Regions from separate parts of the Salmo salar genome. Here region 1 is linked to region 2. The links are chromatin contacts, called in public Hi-C maps. All regions are on one chromosome and are shown on one strand. Each heading gives the region's core, a stretch centred on a gene start, on an enhancer-like site or on the middle of the called end of the contact. The rest is flanking DNA. Distances are from core to core; before and after follow the strand shown. Region 1 holds the start of LOC106567118 (zinc finger protein 64). Region 2 holds the start of LOC106567120 (zinc finger protein 217).

Evidence for each region. Hi-C and Micro-C count contacts between places; a contact is called where the count stands out from the background.
Region 1: a contact with region 2 is called in a Hi-C map of gill, with 3 times the contacts expected there. The contact joins the promoter of LOC106567118 here to the promoter of LOC106567120 in region 2. A contact is called at or near these places in 2 of 3 Hi-C or Micro-C datasets (gill and muscle).

Annotation. Positions count from the first base shown.
Region 1 is chrssa13:39,949,765-39,954,421 of Ssal_v3.1, reverse strand. LOC106567118 (zinc finger protein 64) reads right to left here and starts at 1,482. Exons shown (of 6, transcript XM_014136035.1): 1 at 1,244-1,482; 2 at 786-947; 3 at 451-594; 4 at 115-177. The coding sequence starts at 1,265.
Region 2 is chrssa13:39,736,019-39,740,680 of Ssal_v3.1, reverse strand. LOC106567120 (zinc finger protein 217) reads right to left here and starts at 1,394. Exons shown (of 5, transcript XM_014136040.2): 1 at 1,107-1,394.

The sequences.
Region 1 (4,657 bases), core at 233-2,732, 210 kb before region 2:
CACACACACACAGGTGGATTGGAGGATACATTTATGTCACGACTGCAATACATACTAGGATGAGCGTAAATACAATTTGAATTATGATCTAATAATACTGGTATTGTTACATACCAGTATGAGTTTTGAGATGCCGCTCCATGTCTTTTTGACCGTACTGTGTCTTGAAAGAGCAACCTAGGGGCAAAGGAATAAATTATGCATTTGATTAGAAAATTGATTGATTCATGCAGCCTGAATATAATAGTGTTGTTTGAACCACATTTCAAGGCCACTTCACTGTAGAATTAAGTTGTGTAAAAGTCAGCTATCAAAAAAAGTAAATGTGACCCAGTAAATAACTAATTGGTTGCAACTGACCAGCAAATAATGTGCTTCCTCCCTTGCAGCTGTATGGAAGCAATGTGTCAGAAGAGTAATAAACGAGGAAAGAGGGAGTGAGCTACCAACCTGAGAAACAGCAGCTGCGTCTCTTTGAAGTCAGGGCAGGTTTTATTTTTTTGGAAGGTGTTTTTGGGGCTTTGGTCAGGATCTTTTTGACACCTCTCATAACACACGTCTGGTAGGCTTCCTCAAAAAACTCTGTGCTGGAATCTGGGGGCAAAGGGAGGATATTCTGACTGTAAAGGATACATTTCCAGACAACTGAGTTACCAAATAACAAAGGACTTTTTTTTAAACTTGAAAACATATAGACTATTCATTGTTTCAACAGTATAATAAAAGGAGTCTGGGGTAGCATGTTCAAACAAGATCGTGTAGGGAGAGACATCTTATGGTCTTACCTGTAAGAGTGGGTGCGGAATTTGATGCTGATATGTTAGAGGAGGGTATATGACAGCCATTTTGCTTGTGGGCCAGAAAGACCTCAAAGTTATTGTACTGCTGCTTACAGAAGCCACAGATGTGGATATCTGGGCTCACTTCCACAAGTACATGGTTCCCTCCTGTTGATGAGGGAAAAAATGGGATAAAACCCAGCTTTTATTCAAGACCATGATGATTATTGACAACCATAGCCTACCCTGCAATACCAAGACTAATCCTACCTTTGAGTAGGGACTATTTGAATGTAGGCCTACTTTGCAACTTGTAAACATAGCTAGCCATATTTTCATATAATTGCTAACAACAGACTGCTAGATGATAAAGGCATTGGACCTTTTTGTGTAGCACAAATATTTAAATGAATAATTTGACTACCAAGTGGACTTTGTTTTGAACATTTGTTATGAGTTCTTACCCCCTCCGTTGAATGATGCCATTTTAACGCTAATATAGCTGGATATCAATTCAGTTTAGGGCTCCCCTAACGTAGGCTACCGACTTGGGACGGGCGCCTCGAATCGAATCCATTCAACATAAGTATACAATACAACAAGCGCCTTTGAAATAGCAAAAGTTTATTATCTACTGACTTTTAGCTCTGAACTCTCTACTGGCAACATTGTTGCAACCATTTTACGACAGGCTCCCTTCACTTTTCGGCAGTACACACTTTTCCTCCAGGGGAATTTATTTTTCATTTTCATTTCAGCGCATTACTGCCATCTAATGACTCGGAGGTCTCAGTTCCCAGCATCCGCCACATACTTGACTCGTAACCAAGGGCCTTATTCTAATGAAATCCAAAATCTTTGAATTGCTTTGTAAAAATCCAAACAAAAATAGGATCCAAACAAACAAATGTCAGAGAGGAAGAGGTGAAGCGAGAGGGATTAGCTCCCAAAATGAATCATTAAGCTAATTATGAGTTTTTGTATGGGGACAATGAGTGTCGAATTTAGTCAAGATAAAAAATGTATTGCTATTTTGATACAACTTATTTGATAGAAGTTTCATAATGCTTAGGTTGTTACGAGTGCACTGATATAAGTGTGATGCATGTGACATCCTGGCAACTTTGAGAAAAAAAACACATTATATTGTAGTTGTACCAGTTGAAATTCGAGAGGCTAACGCAGCATCTCACTCACCGTTGAATACACGCGGTTGACATAAACAAACAGTTTTTAAATTATGAAATGTATCCACAAATCCAAAGAGAGGAATAAGCAGGATCTTAATGTGAAATGTCAGCCTATTCCTCTCTGTTCATCTGCAGATGGTGTTCTTTTTGACAGGTGAGTGATCAAAACGGTAACTTTACATTTTACTACATGTTGTTTATTTACCGCCTAGGGCCTAGGCTTAGATCAGCGGTGGGCAAACTTTTTTGAGATAGGGCCACATCGGGATTTTGAAATTTAAGGGCCACACATTTTTGGGGTTTGTCAAAATCAATTTGCGGGCCAGAAAAAGGGCAGTTATTTGAAGATATATGTCCATTATAATTTCTACATACTTTCTATCTAGTTGTAGACACCAATGAGTTGCCTGGAGTGTTATTTTAACCCAAAATAATATTTTTTATAATATTTTTTTAATATTCTAATCATAATTTAAAAAAAAAATCTTCTCAAATATCACCTGGCCTCCCGAGTGGCACATCGGTCTAAGGCACTGCATCGCAGTGCTAGAGATGTCACTACAGATCCAGGTTCGATCCCGGGCTGTGTCGCAGCCAGCCGCGACCGGGAGACCCATGAGGTGGCACACAATTGTCCAAGCATCGTCCGGGTTAGGGGATGGTTTGGCCGGCTGGGATGTCCTTGTCCCATTGCACTCTAGTGACTCCTTGTGGCGGATGGGCGCATGCACGCTAACTTCGGTAGCCAGCTGTACAGTGTTTCCTCCGACACATTGGTGTGGCTGGCTTCCGTGTTAAATGAGCAGTGTGTCAAGAAGCAGTGCGGCTTGGCAGGGTTGTGTTTCGGAGGACACGTGGCTTTTGACCTTCGTAGTCCACGTTCAGCTCCTTGGTCTTGCTGACGCTGAAGGAGAGGTTGTTCTCCTGGAACCACCACACTGCCAGGTCTCTGACCTCCTCCCTGTGAGCTGTCTCGTCGTCGGTGATCAGGCCCACCACCATCGTGTGTTATCTGCAAACTTAATGATGGTGTTGGAGTAGAACATATTCCAGTCTGTGCTAGCGAAACAGTCCATTCGCTTAGCATCCGCTTCATCGGACCACTTCTGTATTGAGTGCGTCACTGGTACTTCCTGTGTGAGCAGGAATCAGAGGATCAGGAGGATAGAGTTATGGTCAGATTTGCCAAATGGACGGCGAGGGAGAGTTTTGTATGTGCCTTTGTGTGTGGAGTAAAGGTGACCTAGAGTTTTTTTCTCCTCTAGTTGTACAGGTGACATGCTGGTAGAAATGAGCTCAAACGGATTTATTTCATTTTTATCTTTGCTAAAAGACGTATCTGTAAAGTGTAGGCTATGTATGCAACAACTGCTGCTGCTAAAATGGTTTATGCATGTATGGGTTATCTAATTAATACTGCATGTATGGGTTATCTAATCTTTCTCATTGGTCAATTTTGTTTTCCCAGATGTGGATAGCGAAAAGCCATGATCTACAGCTGATGGGTAAGCAAAGGCCAGGGTTCTGAAGATTTGACTCTCCTGTTTACTTTTCTTCCCTCTGAACAACAAGTTCCTAATCTTCACTTCTCTCCCCAGCAGTGTTTGTGTGATATGTCTTTCAGTCATATGTTGTTGACTATTATGGATGGTAGTAGCAGTTTGAACCAAACCTGGCTGATGCGACCCACATGGTACAAAGCGAGCTTGACTCAAAATCCAAGCGCCGTACTAGGTAGGCTAATGAGTGAAAGGTTCAGTGGCGACCCGTCATACAGAACCCCACCTGTTATGAGCCCCACCTGTTTAGCTTGTTGTTTTGTTGTTGTTGCCTGTTTTGCATGTTATTTTGGCATTACTATGTGTCACATATCAGTTTGCAAACCATGTACAAAAAATATAATTGAGTTAATAAAGCAGTATAAAAACATGGTCTTTTTTTTGCTTTCTTGAGTATGTAGGTGTTTCAGACTAGCGCTGTGCTTTCTGTGGTGGTGGGGCAGTCAGCGGAAAATACAGAGCTTACGGGTTGGTAATGTTCTCTAGTTGCACCGTGATTGGCTCAGTGTTCTGTCACTCATGGGGACACTACATCACCACAAAATCTATGGGGATCTGTGGCCATAGATTTACATTAGAAGCGCCCATCCAAGAAGGCTCAAGGTCATTGGCTACAGATAAAATGACGTCAATTCACTTTGTATCTACCGTAGCTTTGATTGGACTGATCATGTCAACGGCATACTTTCAAACTCTTAGCTAGCAAGCTAGACAAGCAGTCGTCATCATGAATCAAGTCGACAATCTACTGGCAAATTCTTTTCAATTCTTGTCAAATGAAGAGAAATTATAGATAAAAGGTATTGGTGCTCATCGGCCATGGGACATAAACATTACACAACAATTTGGAAATCACAAATTCAACAATGAGTGGTTTGGAAGGAATCAGTGGCTAACTGCAAGTGTTGCAAAGCAATCACTAGCCTGCTATTCAATGGAGTCGATTTGTGGTCCAAGTCTGGGTTTAAGGGTCCCTTTTACAAGCTTAAAAGGATAAACATTCACATGCAACACCATGGGCCAGAAAAGGTTGAATACATTGGCAATGCTGTCAATCAAGCATGACTTCTGCCGAGTTCAAGACAACTGGGAACTCTGAAGAATACGAGCTCCGACTGGGAAAATACAT
Region 2 (4,662 bases), core at 145-2,644:
ATTACATATTTAAAATGACGACATTGCATAAAGAGTTTGATAGTATCTACAAAAAGATGGTCAATTATTTGTAATTAATTTATTTCAAAATGTTCCTATTTTGGTTTCCACTTCTGAGTAAATGTATTCTGACCTAGCAGAATATGTTCATTCTTTGTTCAACAAGCCAGTGTTGGCAATCAGTTAAAGCTGTACACAGTTTCATAAGGAAGTTACAAGGAAGTTACAAGTTTCATCCTCCATGATGAGAAAATACTCAACCTAAAATATGAGGCTTCTCTGTATGAACCATCCCAGTCAACCACCTATTTTTTTTTAATATGATAGTTTTTTTCTAGTCGTATTTGATCAAACAGGTCTCCAATTTGTTCTCGAGCGATTATTGTTATGCAACGTGATAAAACAAATGATGCACTGGTCGAGTTAATCCAACGGTTATGAATCTGTAATGCATGCCAAATTAAATGGCTAATAGATGAAGTTGTATAGCTATAACTATTCATGTCACACACAAAAAGATAAATCGTGCATATCATGGATTTTCTATTGGAGATACATTTGCTATTATTCAATAATACAGACAAAAGTTAACACTTTTGTAACTCGTTTTGCTAGCTATGCGGCTAGCTACATCCTGCTTACTAGCACTAGCTAGTTAAATTAACGTCTGCTAACCACCCATATTATTTGAAACATTGGGACAGCGGTTTCCTATCAAACATTGCAAAATTCAGCCATTTGGATAAAATAGCTGGCTAACGTTACCTAGCTAAACACGCTAGTTCCTAATTTAGCAGGAACAAAGTCAAAGACATCGCTAACAATTTCTGGACTCAGACATAGCTAATAAAACAGTGATCCAAATTAACCATAATTTGAGTTCACCTTCAGAAATACTTAGATAGCTAGCAATCAATGCTGGTACACTGATTGTTGTTTGTTTCAGATAAAACTGCAACACGAAAACTCACCAATATCTACCAATTCAGGCTTTCCAGGTAAACTTTCGATTAATCGAAAAAATAGTTATCTAGCTAATTGTGAAATAAACTGCGTGTTATGTCCTCTCCCCAAACTAGTTCAAGAATAGTAGCTACTATAGTCACCTTGCTACAATTGTTTGTCGGTCATATTGTTCTTTTTCAACGCTTGCATCCTCACTGTGCAGCTGTTGAGTTCTGAAGCGCGTTCTTAACGAATCCGGGAGAGATGTAGCGCGTGCACTTCACGGCCCCAAAAGCGAGACAGGGACAGTCACGTGGTCGAAACTTTTGATGAAGTAAATTATTCTAATCTAAAGAATAAACAAAAGTTGAATATGCTATTTCGCAAGGTCTCCGCTGTCTTGTGGGACGCACAAATGGACGCGCAAAAAAAAACGTATCTCTTATGAAAACAAGGTTACAGAACGTCTGTAGATATATTAGGCCTGTCCTACAAAAGACAAGAACAAATGTAATCATTGCAGTGGCGTTTGTGTCACGGGATGATTAGTCAGCTATTGATTTGGTCTGAGAGAGGATAGGCCTAGATAAGATAATTAATTGGCTAGTGTTACTCTATTCTGTATAAGACTGATGTATGGGCTAGTACACATTTGATTGTATCCTACATCATTTCCATTTGAGACAGCCACAGTTAGTTAGCAACTAGGCCTAAATAAATTAGCAATGTTTTAGCAACTCTTTGTGCTAAGCAAAATTCTCAACGCCATGTTGACTACCTTTTACATGTCTCTCACTCCACTTCCCATTGCAACAGAACAGAGCACCATTTGGGGAGGGGGGATGGGGACCTAAAACTCAGCTACGTGTGGGATTATGTGCTATGCAGGAGCAGGTCATTGTGCTTTTCAAGCATTGAATGATAGCCCTTGTGACATTAGTTTGAATGTTTAGCTCAAAGAAATAAGTGGTTTATAATTAAGCAATAAGGCCAGAGTGGTAAATGGCCAAAATAGTGGTAAATGGCCAAAATACCACGGCTACGGGCTGTTCTTATGCATGATGCAATGTGGAGTGCAGCCCTTATCCGTGGTATATTAGCCATATACCACAAACCCCTGAGGTGCCTTATTGCTATTATAAACTGGTTACCAACATAAATATAACAGTAAACAAGTATTTTTTCATCATACTAGTGGTATATTGTCTGATATACCACAGCTTTCAACCAATCAGCCAGCATCCAGGATCCAAACTAACCAGTTTATCATCCATAACATGCCATAGCCTACTACAGTACAACCAATAAATACACCTACGGGGTCTACCGAATGGAACATTAAATGAATATCCATTCAAGCTATAAAAAGTGGATGAATGTATTTACTCAAAGAGAGTGTAAAGTCGAGACCAATACTTTATGCTTTCTTAGTACAGCTGATCACCTTTCCTCTTCTTTTCATCAGAGTACTTGCATGTCAAAGCAACAGCTTCTCCCCTCCCCCACACCAGCTCCTCTGACAGCTGGCAGTAGCATAGATCTCACTGTGGTTCTTCTCTCAATCATTATGCCATTGACTACTCCAAAAAATCTATTCACAATTTGCTTTTTCACATAAATGATGTACTAATCCTACTTTACCTCATGAATAGGTAAACTCGCCCTTTTTTATTTTGTGAGGGCTCAAGAAAGTCAGGAAACCTAACTAATAACAATCATATTGTCTTTGGATGTTGGATGTTAACCCCACCCCAACCTAACCCTCCTCCTACTACTAGCATAGATAAACAATACTTGAGTGATTAAGGTTCTATGTTACAGTTTTGTTAGTTTCAGATACTTTGACTTGATGATTAATGAACAAAGATATGTAGATCTTTTTTACTTGCTTTCCTGGTTAGAAACACATTCAATCAAATAATTATATATAATAAAACAATTATATGAATTATAGGATCTCTAAAACTAGACATTGAGATTAACATTTTCAATGAAGAAAGCATTCATCACACCCTCCTAAACCATTTGAATTTTTTTTTCCTATTCTGAATGGTTTAAGGAATACATCACAGTGCAGTAGTCATTGGGAGAGAAACCCATCCCCAGCTGTCAAGAGTGATGAAGAACAGTGAACAAATCCACATCGACCGCTGTCAGCAGGCATTTGCCAAAACATCTCCAGCAACTGGCTGGAACATTGCCATGGATCTCCACCCAGCCTGTATGATGAACACAGAAAGACGACAGAACACACGTTGGGTGATAGTGTGGAGAACAACCACAGCCAATTGGGACATGTCCAACTCCAACTGTTGTCTACAGATCACGTTAAGTCCCCAGGAAATGTACTCTGAGTGACACAATTTTGATGTCTCAAAAGTCCACCAGGCTTGTGTCGGAAACTTTAATTTAGGCTACGTAACACAGTTATGTCAGAATGAAAACCTATTGAGGACAAAAATCCACAGAGCAGTCATTTCATGCCACTTTTGATACATGAATATTGTGTTAACAGCCAAATAGATTTTAGATTAAGTTTTTGATCACAATTTCATGTGATCATTGCTTTATCTATTTGACTTATGCAAATGTATTGAACTAAACATATGGCCAAGGAGGGTATTCTATTCTTCACCAACAGGTTGCTTATTGTTGAATGAAGTATCAATACTGTACCTTTTTTACTTTAGTTGTATGAAACAACATTAGGGAGTTGCTTGCTCTTTTTAGCCTTTTTTATATCCTTGTTTAATCCTGAGGTCCTGTCATACAAATAAGTCTAGAATGTTAATCAAAGGCACCACGTCACGTGACACGCACTGTGTCCTCCCGCTCATTTCCATTGTTCCCTAGCCACAAAGGCTTTGTGAAAACCTAGCAATCTGGAAAGGCAGTATTATGTCTGAGAATCATTTAATGGTCTCAACATGAAATAGCATTTGGTCCTGGTGCAAAACTTGGTGCTTACAAGTTGTATTGTCCAATGATCCTAACAAAAAAAGATATACCAAGCATAAAAAGTTGCTCTCTTTAGTCAATAATTTAGGAAACAATAGAGCACACTGTCTGCCTCTGACTTGAGTTGCAAAACATCCTATTGGCAAAATTAAAGAAATTATAGACATTATTGTTTTTATTTACAGACCTTTAGAATAGACTAGAATAACCTACATTTTCCATTTATTGTTACATTTCAAGTCATTGGTACAATTTTGGAGCTAATATCAGCCTCTATTTTACAAAACAAATTGAATTATAGACTTGGTGAGAGAGGTGTGCATATAATCTTTTAGCATATTAGCAAAACAAAGAATGATTTTGTATTCAGTTCACAGCACTTATATGTGATGGAGGGATGGGTGCATGGGTGAGGTCCTGCTAACAGACTATGCATGTAGAATTGTTTTTGTTGGCATGTGCCAGGAGCAGCTGACTGCATTGTTCCCTTCCAGGCTCAGGGATCAGCTTCCTTTATGATCATACCGATGTTGGATCTTAATTTGATCACCCTGTTGCAGGAGAACTTTACTGCAATGCGGGAAATGTAAAACTTGTAGTGTATTTTAGGTTTAAAAAGGCTTCTGAAGTTTGTAATTTTCCCATAGGAAAATAGATCAACCCCTACAAAAAACTCCATTAATTAAAATCCACATAATAATTCACATTACTTGTTGTTGCAGGATTATTATCCTTGTTTAGCAAATTGTCTCAAATGAA